Linked DNA regions of Sus scrofa: region 2 is linked to region 1. Evidence: chromatin contacts called from public promoter capture Hi-C data. All regions are on one chromosome and are shown on one strand. The core of a region is the stretch at or near the end of the contact, and the rest is flanking DNA. Distances in the headings are between cores, read along the strand shown.

Region 1 (6,783 bases), core at 1,297-3,796:
GGTTCATATAACATCTCAAATCAAAACTGCTGGAGTTCCCGTCGTGGCGCAGTGGTTAACGAATCCGACTAGGAACCATGAGGTTGCGGGTTCGGTCCCTGCCCTTGCTCAGTGGGTTAATGATCCGGCGTTGCCGTGAGCTGTGGTGTAGGTTGCAGACGCGGCTCGGATCCCGCGTTGCTGTGGCTCTGGCGTAGGCCGGTGGCTACAGCTCCGATTCGACCCCTAGCCTGGGAACCTCCATATGCCGAGGGAGTGGCCCAAGAAATGGCAAAAAGACAAAAAAAAACAAAAACAAAAAACAAAACAAAAAAAAACAGCCTGCTGCCTTCTCATCCCTCCAGTGCACCTGCTCCAAGTACCCTCACCTCTCACCTGGATTGTTGTGGTATCCCCTACATTCTCCCCAGTGAGTCTTTTGTTTTTTGGGTTGTTTTTTTTTTTTTTTTTTTTTTTTGTCTTTCGTGCTTTTAGAGCCGCACCCGCGGCATATGGAGGTTCCCAGGCTAGGGGTCTAATTGGAGTGATAGCCGCCAGCCTACGCCACGGCCACAGCAACACCAGATCTGAACCGTGTCTGTGACCTACACCACAGCTCACCGAAAAACTGGATCCTTAACCCACTGAGTGAGGCCAGGGATCAAACCCGCAACTTCATGGTTCCTAGTTGGATTTGTTTCCACTGTGCCACGACTGGAACTCCCCCACTGAGTCTTTTGAAATGTAACTCAGGGAGTTCCTGTCATGGCTCAGTAGTTAGCGAACCCAGCTAGGGTCCATGAGGGTGCGGGTTCGGTCCCTGCCCTTGCTCAGTGGGTTAAGGATCTGGCGTTGCCGTGAGCTGTGGTGTAGGTTGCAGACGCGGCTCAGATCCCGAGTTGCTGTGGCTCTGGCGTAGGCCAGCGGCTACAGTTTTGATTGGCCCCCTAGCCTGGGAACCTCCATATGCTGCGGGTGCACCCCTAAAAGACAAAAAAAAAAAGACCAAAAATAAATAAATAAATAAAATGTAACTGAGAACTCACAGCATTATCGACAATGGTCCAAAAGGCGGAACAAACCGCAAGGTCCATCCACTGACGACTGAACACACAGATACGGTCCAGCCACACAAGGGAACAGAGTACTGTCACATGCTTCAACGCGGATGACTCTTGAAGATGTCACGCTCATTTAAAGAAGCCAAGCACAGTGGATTTCCCCACCCGCGCAGTGGGTTAAAGATCCAGTGTCATCACTGCTGTGGCTAAGTTTCAGTCCCTGGCCTGGGAAGTTCTGCAATGCTGCTGGTGCAGGGGGGAAAAAAAAAAAGGCACAAAAGACCAAGCAGTGTATGGTTCCACTTACACGAAAGGTCCAGAAGAGTCAAATCCAAAGAGTCAGGAGTAAATTAGCGGTTGCCAGGGGCTGGAGAAAGGAGTGGGGAGGGAGGAAGGAGGAAGTGACTGCTAATGGGTACCAGGTTTCCACCTGGGTGATGAAAATGTTTTAAAATTAGCTAATGGTGGCAGTTACAGAACTTTATGAATATACTAAAAATGACTACATTGTACACTGTAAAGCAGTGAGTTGTAGGGAACGTGAATTGCACCTCGATTTTATATCTAATATACATTAATATATACATATTCATTCCCCACCCCTACCCCCAGGTAACTTATAAAAGGCTTCACCCCTCCTCTCCTCCCCTGCAGGGGCTTATCTCTGGAGCAGTAAAGCCCAACCTGGCGGCTCCTAATTCCTGCCTTCCCCTTGCCGACCACGCCCTGCCTCCCAGGCTCGGCTCCCGCCACCTCGTCCCCCTCCCCGTGCCTCTGCCCTGGCTTCCGCCCCGCCCCGCCCTCTTCCGGGCTCACCTGCGCACCTGCCTCCTCTTCCCCGCACCTGCAGCAGGAGGCCGACTCTGACCCCGCCCCCCCGCCACACTCCCATCCCCCCCTCCCCTTGGCCCTGGGTCCTGCTAACTTCTGTCTTGCTGACCTGTATTACGTAACTTTGGGTACTGATGCTGTAAGCTCCGGGCAGGGGGGAATTCCGCACTTTGTTCCCAAATTTGTCTCCAGAACCTACTGCGTGGCAGACAGTAGGCGCTTAATAAACGTTAATAAGCATTCGAAAATAATGACGGTAACATTAAAAATCAAGTATTTATGAAACGCTAAAACCTCTGAAGTTTTTACTGCACACAGAAGTCCAGGGGGCACCAAAGGACAGGCCTTTTCGCAAATGTTAATAGAGAAATGCATTTATTATCGGCATCCGCAGTGCAACACTCCACAGGAAACGAAGGCGGGTGCCCCCCAGCAGGGGCCCTAGCTCTCGGGACCCCCAAGGCCACACAGGCCAACCCGGAGGGAGAAGGTCGGCAGGGCGCAGGCGCAGAGGCCGTCCCAAGGCCCCTCCGCCAGCGTGTCCGAAGCGCCCCCTTGCGGCCGCGCACGCCTCCCGGGAGGAGCTGTCCACGGTTGGGCTCGGGGCGCATGCGCGGGTCGGGGGCGTTCTCGCGAGAGAAAGCGGGTTTGCGGCAGACTTCCGGTGGCGGGGCGCAGGGCGGGCAAAGTGGGAGCTGCGGCTGCCAGACGGAGGAGCTCCGGCGCGTGAGGAGGCGGGGGACCCGGTCTGCCGGAGCGCGGGCCGGCGAGCGGGCAGCAGCCCGCACCCGCCGCCATGGACCCGTTCCTGGTGCTGCTGCACTCGGTGTCGGCCAGCCTGTCAAGCAGCGAGCTGACCGAGCTCAAGTTCCTGTGCCAGGGACGCGTGGGCAAGAGGAAGCTGGAGCGCGTGCAGAGCGGCGTGGACCTCTTCTCCGTGCTCCTGGAGCAGAACGAGCTGAGTCCCGAGCACACTGCGCTGCTGCGCGAGCTGCTCGTCTCCCTGCGGCGCCAGGACCTGCTGCGGCGCCTGGACGCCTTCGAGGCGGGCGCGGCGGGCGGGGCGGCGCCGGAGGAGCGAGGTGGGGGCGGGGGCCGGGGGTCGCGGGGGGCGGGCGGGGCCGGAGGGGCGAGGTGGGGCCGGGGGACGGGGTGGGGGACGGGCAGGGCGGGGCCCGGGAGGCGGGCGGGCCGCGCGGGGGGGGTGGCCCTCCAGTGGTTTCGCTATTCCCTGCGCCTAATCTTTTCCGGATTCGGTTTGCTTTTCCGGGTTGTGTTTTCTCTGAGCATTCCTGAGAGCCGGGTGACATGCCCGCTTTGCAGATAAGAGAACGAAAACTCCGAAAAGCTAACGTTTCCTAGGCTGTTGAGCACGGACACCCACCCCAGCCTCAGTGTTTTGTCCCGGTGTACATATTAGAAGTTACTCGAAAGAAATGGGCGTCGCTCACCTCCCAGGTGGGGGAATTCGGCCCTCCTGGGCATCCTCTGGGGGGTTTGTCTGCCCAGTTAATGTCCTTCTCCTCTGGCTGAAAATACTGTGATCATAAATCTTTAACAGGGGGCTCCTATTCCTAGGCGAGGGGCCGGAGTCAGAGCTGTAGCTGCTGGCCACCGAGCCTCCACTGCACAACCTACACCACAGCTCGTGGCAAGGCCAGATCCTTAACCCACTGAGCGAGGCCAGGGATCGAACCCTCATCCTCATGGATACTAGTTGGGTTCGTTACCAATGAGCCACAGTGGGAACTCTGCAGCTTATGTGTTTAATTTGCACAATGAGCCTGTTAGGTAGCATCATCTCTTACTATTCCTGATTTCCTATGGGAAGGACTGTGGCTGAGAGCGGTGTTAAGTGACGTGCCCAAGATACTCAGCCTGTAACTAGCAGCCCGTAGGGTTGAAGGGGGCCGCCTGGCCGCCCTGGGTGACTGTAGCCACCATGCTGCTTTTGGGCTTCTTTCCACCCTCCCTGCGCTTGCAGGGGCTTCCAGCAGTGAGAGACCCGAGGGTAGCTGGGATTCTCAGCCACCTCTGTGTTCCCAGAGCCCAGGGAGCCGGGTGGACAGTGCCTTGAGGACATGTCACAGGCCTGAAGCTGTGGCCTGGAATTAGTCATGTGGTCACTGACCCAAAAAAGGATGTAAATGTGACACCGCGGGCATCCTATTGGGACTGGTGCTTGCGAGTAGCAAGCTGGGCAGCACGACTGCCTGAGAGCAGCCAATTTCAGGTTTATACACAGACAGACGTACTAGGCACGCAGCAGTGCCGAACAAACAAGACAGGACACACAAATTGTTATCGAGGAGAATCAGTGAGGAGGGAGAATTCTGATCAAATTAAAAGGCAGCCCCCAAAATATAGCTCGTGACAGTTGAGGTTTATATGGTTTACGTCTGTCTGTTTTATTTATGGAGCAAGTTACACCGGAAGAATAACCGCTGGTCCAGCCGGGTTGATAAGGGGCCGTTTTTGCATAGCGGTTAAGAGGGGGCTCTGGCCCCACACCAGCCAGGTTTCACATCCTGGCTTTGCCGTTGTCCGGCTGTGTGACCTCCGGAAGTGACGTGCCCTGTGTGGATGGGCATGGTGACACAGGTGCCCCCGTCCCAGGGCTGTCCGGGCTGGAGGTGTTAGCACCCAGGCCGACGGCGGCTCAGGCCTCGGGGCTGGGGTGCAGCTTGCAGGAGCCTCAGCAGGAATCATTCCTCCTCCTCTCCTGCCACGTGAGTCTGTGGTGCTCACCCCAGCAGTGACGATGCAGCAGACGAGGACACGGCAGCCAGGGACCAGAGACGGTGTCAGTCAGGGCAGCTTCCGTACTAAGACGGAGGGCACATGTTTCTGGGGCCGCCCCAGCCCTCTGCTACTGGGTGACGGCGGCCCCCGCGGGAGGACCGCTTGCGGACCCAGCACCCTGAAGCCCATCGGGATTGCGGGGTTGCCCGTCTCCTCGCGCCCCCAAAGCTCGAGGAGTCAGCCTGTTCTTTCCCTCCCCAGACCTGCGGGCGGCGTTTGATATCATCTGCGACAACGTGGGGAAGGACTGGAGGCGGCTGGCTCGGCAGCTTAAAGTGTCTGACGCCAAGATCGACGCCATCGAGGAGAAGTATCCCCGAAACCTGACCGAGCAGGTGAGGGAGTCGCTGCGAGTCTGGAAGAACAGCAGGAGGGAGGACGCGGCCGTGTCCCACCTGGTGGATGCGCTCAGGGCCTGCCGCCTGAACCTGGTGGCCGACCTGGTGGAGGAAGAGCAGCAGGCCCGGGCCTCCCGGCGGGAGAGCGGGAGCAGCGACCCTGTGTCCCTCATTTCCTGGGACGAGGACGTGCCCGGGTCGGGAGCTTCCTGATGACCCGCTGCTCTTCCCAAGGCCCGAGGTTGACCCCGTCCTGTCTGCACCAGCACCGCGATGACCCAGCCGGGAGCCGGGATGAGGGCCGGCGCCCGCCCGCAGAGCCAGGCAGGACCGTGGTCCCTGTGGGCCCCCTGCGAGGGAGCCACTGTCACCCCCATTCACCCAGTCCCGGCGGGAGGATGCCGTGGGACCTTGTCCAGCGTCTGTACAGATGTGCGGTCTGACCACTGCCAGTGAGGAGGCCAGTGGCACCAGGGGGGCGGGAAGTGTTTGATTCAGCCACTTGTTACTGTTTTGTATCAGAGTCACTCTCTTTCCCATAACAGAATTGGCCAGGGAGCTGGACCCTGGGATTTTAAGAAGTGCTCTTTCTTCCTCTTTCTAAGGTAATCCTGTAAAAACAAGTGCCTTAAAGAGGAAGCCTCCGTATTATTGAGAATTTTCCATTCCCACGCACATCCTGCTGCAGCTGATCTCAGGCCCCGCCTGTGATCCAGGCTGCATGTCATACCAGCTCCAGGGATCAACAACCGGGCAGTGTTGACCTCAGCCAAGGGTGGTCTGCCAGGGGGCAGCTCTCACCAGCGCAGGGGCCTGCCCACCTCCAGGAGATATCAGAGCCAAGTGACTGTCCGTTGTTGTGCCTTCTAGTTGTGACCTTGGGAAAGCTGCTCGTGACCTCATGCCATGCAGTGTTGCTGAGATCCTGGCAACACTCCCCTCCACGCTGTGACCCGGCCTTCAACAGGAGTTTACACAGCCAGGCATGCTAGGCACTGGGGCCATGCGGTAGGCAAGACAGGAGTGGCCCTGCTCTGTTGACCTCAAAACCCTGGCCAGGAACAGAGCGTTAACCAGTTCATCACAAGTTCAAGGTGCTGCCAAGAACCTGAGCCAAGTTCAGTCCCCGAGCCGTGTGGACCGGCCTGGTGTCACTCACTGAATAGCCCCTCCTCCCCGCAGCACCTGCCTCCTCAGGCCCCGGTCAGGGTCTCTGGGTGACACATGATCGCCCTCAGTGAGGGAGTGGCTCGGCTCATGGGTCGCTTTAGGAGAGAGGCGATGTGTGGAGAATGTGTCCACGTTTCTTGAACAGAGATTTCAGACGTGCTGATCTCGCGGCTTAGGGTTTATCTGCTGAATGTGGGCTTTTCCTGATGCTCACCCTGTGTCCTCCAGCCTGGGCCTCACACTGGGGGGAGCCTGTGTCTGCCTCACAGCAGGTGCTCCCCCAGAGGCTTTGACAACACGTGCTCACAGCCCTCGGGCCCGGCGCTGGGCCAGGCTCAGTTACACACACACCCCTCACACACACGCCAGAGGCGGACATGAGAGGAGCTGTTTCCATCTGCAGGGTGAGGGAGCTGGCGCCGCCTCACCACCTGAGCACGGATCTGTGGTCCAGGACAGAAGAGGCGCCGGGCGAGAGGGGGCCTCTCTGCCCGCCTCCCAGGGCCTGGAGGTGGGCTGCCTGCCAGGCCCAGTGGTCCACAGGGGCAGGGCCACAGAGCCTGGTGAAGGGTGAGCTCACAAGAAACTGCCCCCAGAGGGGT
Region 2 (6,783 bases), core at 3,202-5,701, 180 kb before region 1:
GACAATCAGCTGGGAGAAGAGCACAGGGCAGGGCAGGGGCGGGGGCGTGGGACTGGGTGCCCAGGAGGACAGAGTGAGGACATGGGATGATGACAGTGAAGGCAAAGGAATTATTTGCCACATAAAAAATTATGTTTGCAACAAAAACCGATAATCAAAATGATCATACAAGTTGGGCCCATTTTAAAGGTGAAAAATAGAGGCACAGCAGAAAGCGACTTCTTCATCCTCCATTCTGGACGTTGGAGCTGGGGCTTACGGTTGTCGGGGTCCTCGCAGTTCACAAAGGGCCTTCATGCACTGCCTTAAGCCAAATGGAAATTTGTTTATTCTCCATGTAAAAATCCCAGGGTACCTGGATAAGGAGCCATGCTCCCTGGTTTCAGAGACCCAGGCTTCTGGCCCTTTGCTGCTCCGCTTTATGAAGCCTCGATTCCCCACACTACTTCACCCTCTAAAATGGCTGCTCTCGCCCCAGCCATCACAGCTCTATCCCAGCCAGCGGGAGTGGGAGAAGCAAGGGGAAGGGCATCTTCTCTTCCGGGTACTCCTGGGAGCTGCATTCTCGTGCACCATCCTAATAAAAGCTAGGTGAGATCAGAACGTTTTGGAAACCTTGAGAGACAGTGTCTCATATGGTCATTTCATTAATCTCACCGGCATCATTTCATCGTTTTGGCCCTTACTATGTCACTGGCCTCTCTACCTGTGCTCCTCTCAGGTATCCATCATGACAGCCCTCTGAGGCAGGTCCCAGTAAGCTTATTTCTAGCATGAGGAAACTGAGGCTCAGAGAGACCAACTTGCCTGCATCCCCACCTGGCGGATACAGCAGGGCTGGAGCCAGAGCCCAGGCCCCCCCACCCCCAATGCCAGGCCCGGGCTCGCCCACCCCACCCACCACTTCAGGCACCAGGGCTTCCTCCCCGCTCTGGGCCACCCTGTGAGTCATGGCTCCTTTGAGTTTCCTCTTTGTTTCCTTGTGATTCAAGCTGTCTGGTCCACCCCGGATCACCTCTTGGAGGGAACATCTGGGCATGGAGAGCGGTGACTGAGCAGCCAGCCTCTCAAGGACGGGAGCATGGGGACCCCTCCTGTCCCTGGATGGGGGAAGGGGGGCAGCTGGCTCTGCAGGGGGGACTCCCCTTCCTCCAGCCTGTCACCAGGGCAGGTCAAACCCAAACCAGTCGCCCCTTCTACAGAAGCCAGGCTGTCTGTGGTCCAGCCTGGGGCTCAGTCCATGGACCAGCCCCTTCTCTGTGAGCCCCAGGGCTGCCCCATGTCAGTGTCCAGGATGCGTGGCTGTGCTGAGGCCGAGCCTGGCACCCCGAAGCTGACATCCTGCTCTCAGCTCCCTGCCCAGGTTCAGTGCGCTCCCTGGGTACCCCTGAAATCCAGGGACACCGGCCTTCCTGAATCCTACTCTGCTCCAAGACAATCAGTTTTGTGATTTTGTGATGTAAAATCTGTGTGCCCACAAGAACCTCAAAGAAATAGATGGTTCTTCTGGTACCTGGTCCGCGGCACCCGGACACCTGGTCTACCCCAAGCCCCTGGGGCCCCGAGTTTGGGGACCACACTCCCCTGACTCGGGCAGCACCCTGGGCGGCATCTGCAAAGCCACACCAGAGCCCAGGGGTGGGGAGCTGGGGAGTCGGGGATCCATCCGACGGGGGGGCCTGGAGCCCCAGGGGATCGACCTGGGCAGCCCCCACATCCCAGGCCAGTCGAATGAGGAAGTGGAGTTAATTGTTTCTCACACAGTCAAAGGCAAAGAGGACTCCGCAAGTGATCCCTTGGCTTTGTGACCAAATAAGGCAATATTACATTTCAGTGTTTACAGCGGCGTGAAGCAGGCGGCTCAGAGGGCACCGGAGAGTGCCGTCCGCAGCCTCCCCAGCCTCCCCATCCAATAACTCTGTCCAAAGCCAGTTCTGATTTCCTTACAGAAACAACCATTTATCACTTTTTAAATATACACTAACACACCCTAGAGGTGACCCAGTCTCGCCTCCAGGCAGCCGGGGGGCAGAAGCGGGCTTTGAACTTCCACAGGCATGATTTAAAGGGCCTCAAAGAGTTTTCTTCCCAGGCCTGAGCTAAAACAGAGACTCTTTTTAAAAAGCCAGCTTCGGAGCTTCCTGTGTGCGGTGCCTTTTTCTGCCCTGAGAATTTATTCCAAACTTTCTTTTGCAAATAAGACTGACAAAGGGCCGGGGGTGACCTCCTGGTGCCGACAGTATTTAGAAAAGGAGACACAGCTTTGGCAGGGCCGGGATTTAGTCGTTGGTATTAATAATGAGACAAGTGTAAATGCTGAAAACCCATTAGGAGGCTTTAAGGGCTAAACAAAGCTTCAATTTGCTGGCATTTGCACCTTCTGTGTGGACCAACCCAACCTACCGCCCGAGGAAGTGTAACCCCCCGGGGAATTCTGCAGCGCCCTCGGGACCCGGCGGTGTCTGCCTAAAACACATTTAGAGCCCAGGATGAGGGAGGGCATTGCTCTTACAAAACGGGGCATAGCATCAAACTCACTTTCAAAATGGAATTTTCAAACCTTACTTTCTCCAGACCCCGTGCCCTGCTTGGCTGTCACAAGAACAGGTGACTTTCTTGTCCGCTCCCCACTCCAAAGCAGCCTTTCTGGACCCAGCAGATGCTCAGAAATGGTTTTTGGAAGGGCTGAATGAATGAGTGCGTGAGTGAATGACGAATGAAACCTGTGAATGAATGAATGAGCCAATAAATGAAACCTATGATTGCCTCTCTAGCCAATGGCAGCCTCCGATGCACCACCCTTGACTCTCATGTGAGTTGGTGCAGGACGGGTTTGCGGTGGCCAAACGAGCCAGGACCTGCTTTGGAATAAAATGCCGGAGCCCAGAGTTGATTCCTGGGGAGGCTGACAGCTGGCCTGCCGCCCCCAAGAGTCTCCCTGTTGTCCCAGCATCCCCGACCCCCAGGGAGAAGTCTCCCTACATTCCCTCCCCGCCTCCCCCACCCACATGCCCCTCCTCCGATCAGGAGAGCGAGCAACTGTCCCCAGGCCAGGGCTCTGCAAAGAGTCTACACCCACGGACGTGGAGCTGGAATGTCAGGCAGCTGGTCCAGGGCCCATGCGGGGAGCCCCACAGCCACACCCTGGTACCGCTGCTTTCAAAACCACCCACCTAAAGGAAGTGCGAATCACTTTGCAGACGATGAATAATATCTCAGGGACCAAGTGCAGACTGTTCTTTTTTTAATGGCCACGCCCGCAGCATATGGAAGTTCCCTGGCTGGGGATCGAACCTAAGCCTCCACAGCGACCTGAGCCGACCTACACTTGGATTCTTTTTTTAAAAACTTTTTTTGTCTTTTTGCCTTTTCTAGGGCCGCACCCGCAGCATATAGAGATTCCCAGGCTAGGGGTCTAATCAGAGCTGTAGCCGCCGGCCTACACCACAGCCATAGCAACGCGGAATCCGAGCCGTTTCTGCAACCCACACCACAGCTCACGGCAACACCAGATCCTTAACCCACTGAGCAAGGCCAGGGATCGAACCGGCAACCTCATGGTTCCTGGTCAGATTCGTTAACCACTGAGCCATGACGGGAACTTCTACAGTTGGATTCTTAACCCACTTTGCCACAGAGGGACCTCCACAGCCTTTTTAAAGAGCGCATCACTGGGAGTCGGACTCACCTGGGTTGAGACTGGCCTGCACGATGGCTTTGGCCAAATCACCTGACACAGCATCCGTCCAACACCAGTGAACAAACCAGGCCAGAATCCTTGGCTTTGAGACACAGCCGGGTGACAGGAGAGGCAGCCAATATTTATTGAGTGCTTACTGTGTGCTCAGCGCTTTTTCTGCACTGCCCTGCTTAACCCTCACCACGCCCTGCAGTGCCCACATGCCTTCAAGAAACAGAGACCCCGAAACCGAAGAAATTATTTGCTCTTTTTTTTTTCTTCTGCTTTCCACCAGACTTGTCACTGGACAGCCACCTGCCTGGACCTCACCCCCCCACTCATGAAATAGAGACACACAACCCTTTATTTGCAGGGATGATGAGAATATTCAAAGAGAGTGTGTAGGTTGAGTGCCTGGCACAGCATGGGGAACAGAGGAGACGCTTAGGGAAACACAGCAGAGGGATCTGAAGGGAGCGTGGGTCGGGGTTAGCGTGAGCCATGAGATGGGACCACTCTCTTTCAACAACTTGACCTGTCAGAGTGGAAGCCATATGGATGAAGGGACAGAGGGTCCTTGGGCACCGACCCTCCTCTTCGGCAGGTAGTCAGGCTAAGCGGCCCTGATGGGGCAGGTCCCCCAGGATCATGGTCAAGGATGGAAGATGCCATGCCCGGCGGGGTCCATGGGGATTCTGGGGAGTGTCCGGGCTGTGGATTAATGATTAACCCATGAGCTCTGAACCTCTCACTAACTGACTCACTTAGCAAACTGCTGCTGGCCCGCGGGAGAAGCCTCTCCCCTTGCCTGAGATTCCAGCACAGAGGTGTCCAGATCAGCGGCAGGGAGCCGGCTGGTACACGGGAGGCGCGAAGATGGAGGAGACGACGCTGGACCCTCTGCTGATGAGTAAGGAGCGGGCTTCAAGGGGATGGGGGCCGGGGGAGCGCCGCTCGTTGCCAGCCCCACCCATCTGGGGCCGGACACCCCGTTTGCCCTCTGGGAGCACGCAGGGAGCATAGCCTCTCAGGGTGCCCAGCACAGCCTGGCTGGGGAAAGCCTGGGGTGGGGAGGGGAGGGCAGGCTGCCAGCGGGTGTGTTCCTGCAAGACCCTTCCTCCGATGGAGAGGCCTTCCTGGAACGACAGTCACAAACCAGCGCTTCTCCTCCTTGGCACCGTGGACACTTGGGGCCGGGCCGCTCTTGTCATGGGGGCTGTCCTGGGCCCTGCAGTAGCGCCCTCCTCTGCCGTGACAACCCCACAAGGTCTCCAGCCGTTGCCCAGCATCTCCTCCGAGAAGTGCTGTGTGGCCTGGGCTGAACGCTAGCCGTGCACCAGACACTCACGGCCCTGCCGTGACGCCTTTGAGCAAGTTGGGTCACCCCTCCGTGGTTTATCCATCAATAAAATGGGGCCAATCACTGCATCCACCCCAGAGCACTCTGGGGAAACACGTCGAGGGCTTTATGCTCAGGGTCCAGCCCGCACCGGGCGCTGTTAGGATCCTTTTTCGACAGAGGGTGGGGGTGGGGGGGATAGTTGAGGCTCAGAGGGGTGACATCACTGGCTCAACAGTCACACAGCTGGTGGCATTAGCGCTACGAGTGACTCTCTCCAGAACCGTCTCTCCAACCACCGGGACACCCCCAGGGCAGGAAGAGTGGGCACACTGTAGAGGGCTGAGAATTCAAGGCTCGGGACCTGGTCCGGGCAGCCTCTCCTGCCCCGCAGCTGGGCCACTCCCTCCCGTCTCGGACCAAGGTCTACCGAGCCCCCCAGCCCCGCCCCTTGAGGCCCCCACCGGTCACCCCCACCTCTCCAGGGCTAGTGGTTTCCTGCCTGCCTTCCTAAAGGCGGGAACCCCCTCGGTGGGGATGGGGCTCTGGGGGCCTTCCCGGCATCAGGGACCAGCTGGATCACTTGGGGGCAGGTGGTATTTTTGATGATAGAGTCCTGCTCGTGCCTCTGGGGATTTCAGCTGCCAAGTCCAAGACTGGAATTCTTCTGACCAGCCCGCCCCCCATCCTTGCTTTAGTGAATGAACGAATGAGTGATACCCGTCCCTCTCGAGTGAATGGATGGAGGAATGAATGAAGCCCCTGACCCCCAGGGCCCGAGCTGGGGCGTCCTCTCCAGTGATCGGGGGGCAGGAGGTGGTTCTCCGTGGGCCCCATTCTGTGCTTCCCCCTAGAGGTTAGAGGGCAGAGTCTACGCAGCAGCTGCCTTCCTTGGCCAAAGCCAGAATTCCCCCCAGGAAAGACCCTTGGGCCTCCTTTGGGAGACAGGCTCCAAGGGCAGAGGGGGACAGAGCGAGGATTGGCAAAAATGAGAGAATTAGCTGGAAAAGGACTAATCTTTATTTTTGGTTTGTTCTCAGAGTGTCTGAGAGTCAAGCCACAGGGCGGAGGAATGTGAGTTGAGCAATCAGAGGGCCTGACAGGCCCTCAAAGGGCTGCCAAGCGCCCCAGAGCCCGGAGATGCCTGCGCCGAGGTTGTCAGAACCCGGTTCCTCTGCGGTGGCCCCGGGGCCATGGTGTCGCTCTGCCATCACCACGCAGAGTGTCTGCCCAGTGGGAGGTGCTGGCCTGATGCACTCAGAGGAAGAGGGGATTCCGCTCTGGGAATTGTGGGAAACGCCGACTCTCCGGGCAGGTGCAGGAGCCTTTTAATAGAGAGGGTGAAACAGGGCCGGTGGGCACAAGGGGCTGCTGAGGGAGGGCTGGGTCGCCGTGGTCACATCTACGGGGGACGAACAGCTAGATCTCTGGGGGCTGCCTCCACCTCTCTCAGGAGCTGCACAGGGAGTGACACTTCTATGCTACCTGCACAGCCCATGGACTCATGAACTGACCTTATGCACCTCCCTGGCAGACCGATCTGTAACTCGAGGGGGTCCCCCCGGGAGACCCCTTGTCATGCTGCTGGAAGCTGCACCCCTCAGTCTCTATTCCTTTGCCACGAAGCTCTAGGTCCTCAGAGCCCTTGATTATAAAGCCGGCATCTCCAAAGGAGAGCAGTTCGACACGTATCCGTCCGCCACACCCTAGTATAAACAAGGTTAGCACCAGCCTTTCCTAACGACTGTCAGCACCACTGCAGGAT

The links. Promoter capture Hi-C pulls out the DNA fragments that hold promoters and counts their contacts.
Region 2: a contact with region 1 is called in a promoter capture Hi-C map of liver, with 15 times the contacts expected there. The contact joins the promoter of ANO1 here to the promoter of FADD in region 1. A contact is called at or near these places in 3 of 5 promoter capture datasets (fetal skeletal muscle, liver and skeletal muscle) and 3 of 47 Hi-C or Micro-C datasets (all in liver).

The regions. Positions count from the first base shown.
Region 1 is chr2:3,190,583-3,197,365 of Sscrofa11.1, reverse strand. It overlaps FADD (Fas (TNFRSF6)-associated via death domain), which reads left to right and starts at 2,546. Exons shown (of 2, transcript NM_001031797.1): 1 at 2,546-2,953; 2 at 4,875-5,648. The coding sequence starts at 2,668. The coding sequence ends at 5,224.
Region 2 is chr2:3,371,077-3,377,859 of Sscrofa11.1, reverse strand. It overlaps ANO1 (anoctamin-1), which reads left to right and starts at 4,451. Exons shown (of 27, transcript XM_021082678.1): 1 at 4,451-4,589. The coding sequence starts at 4,556.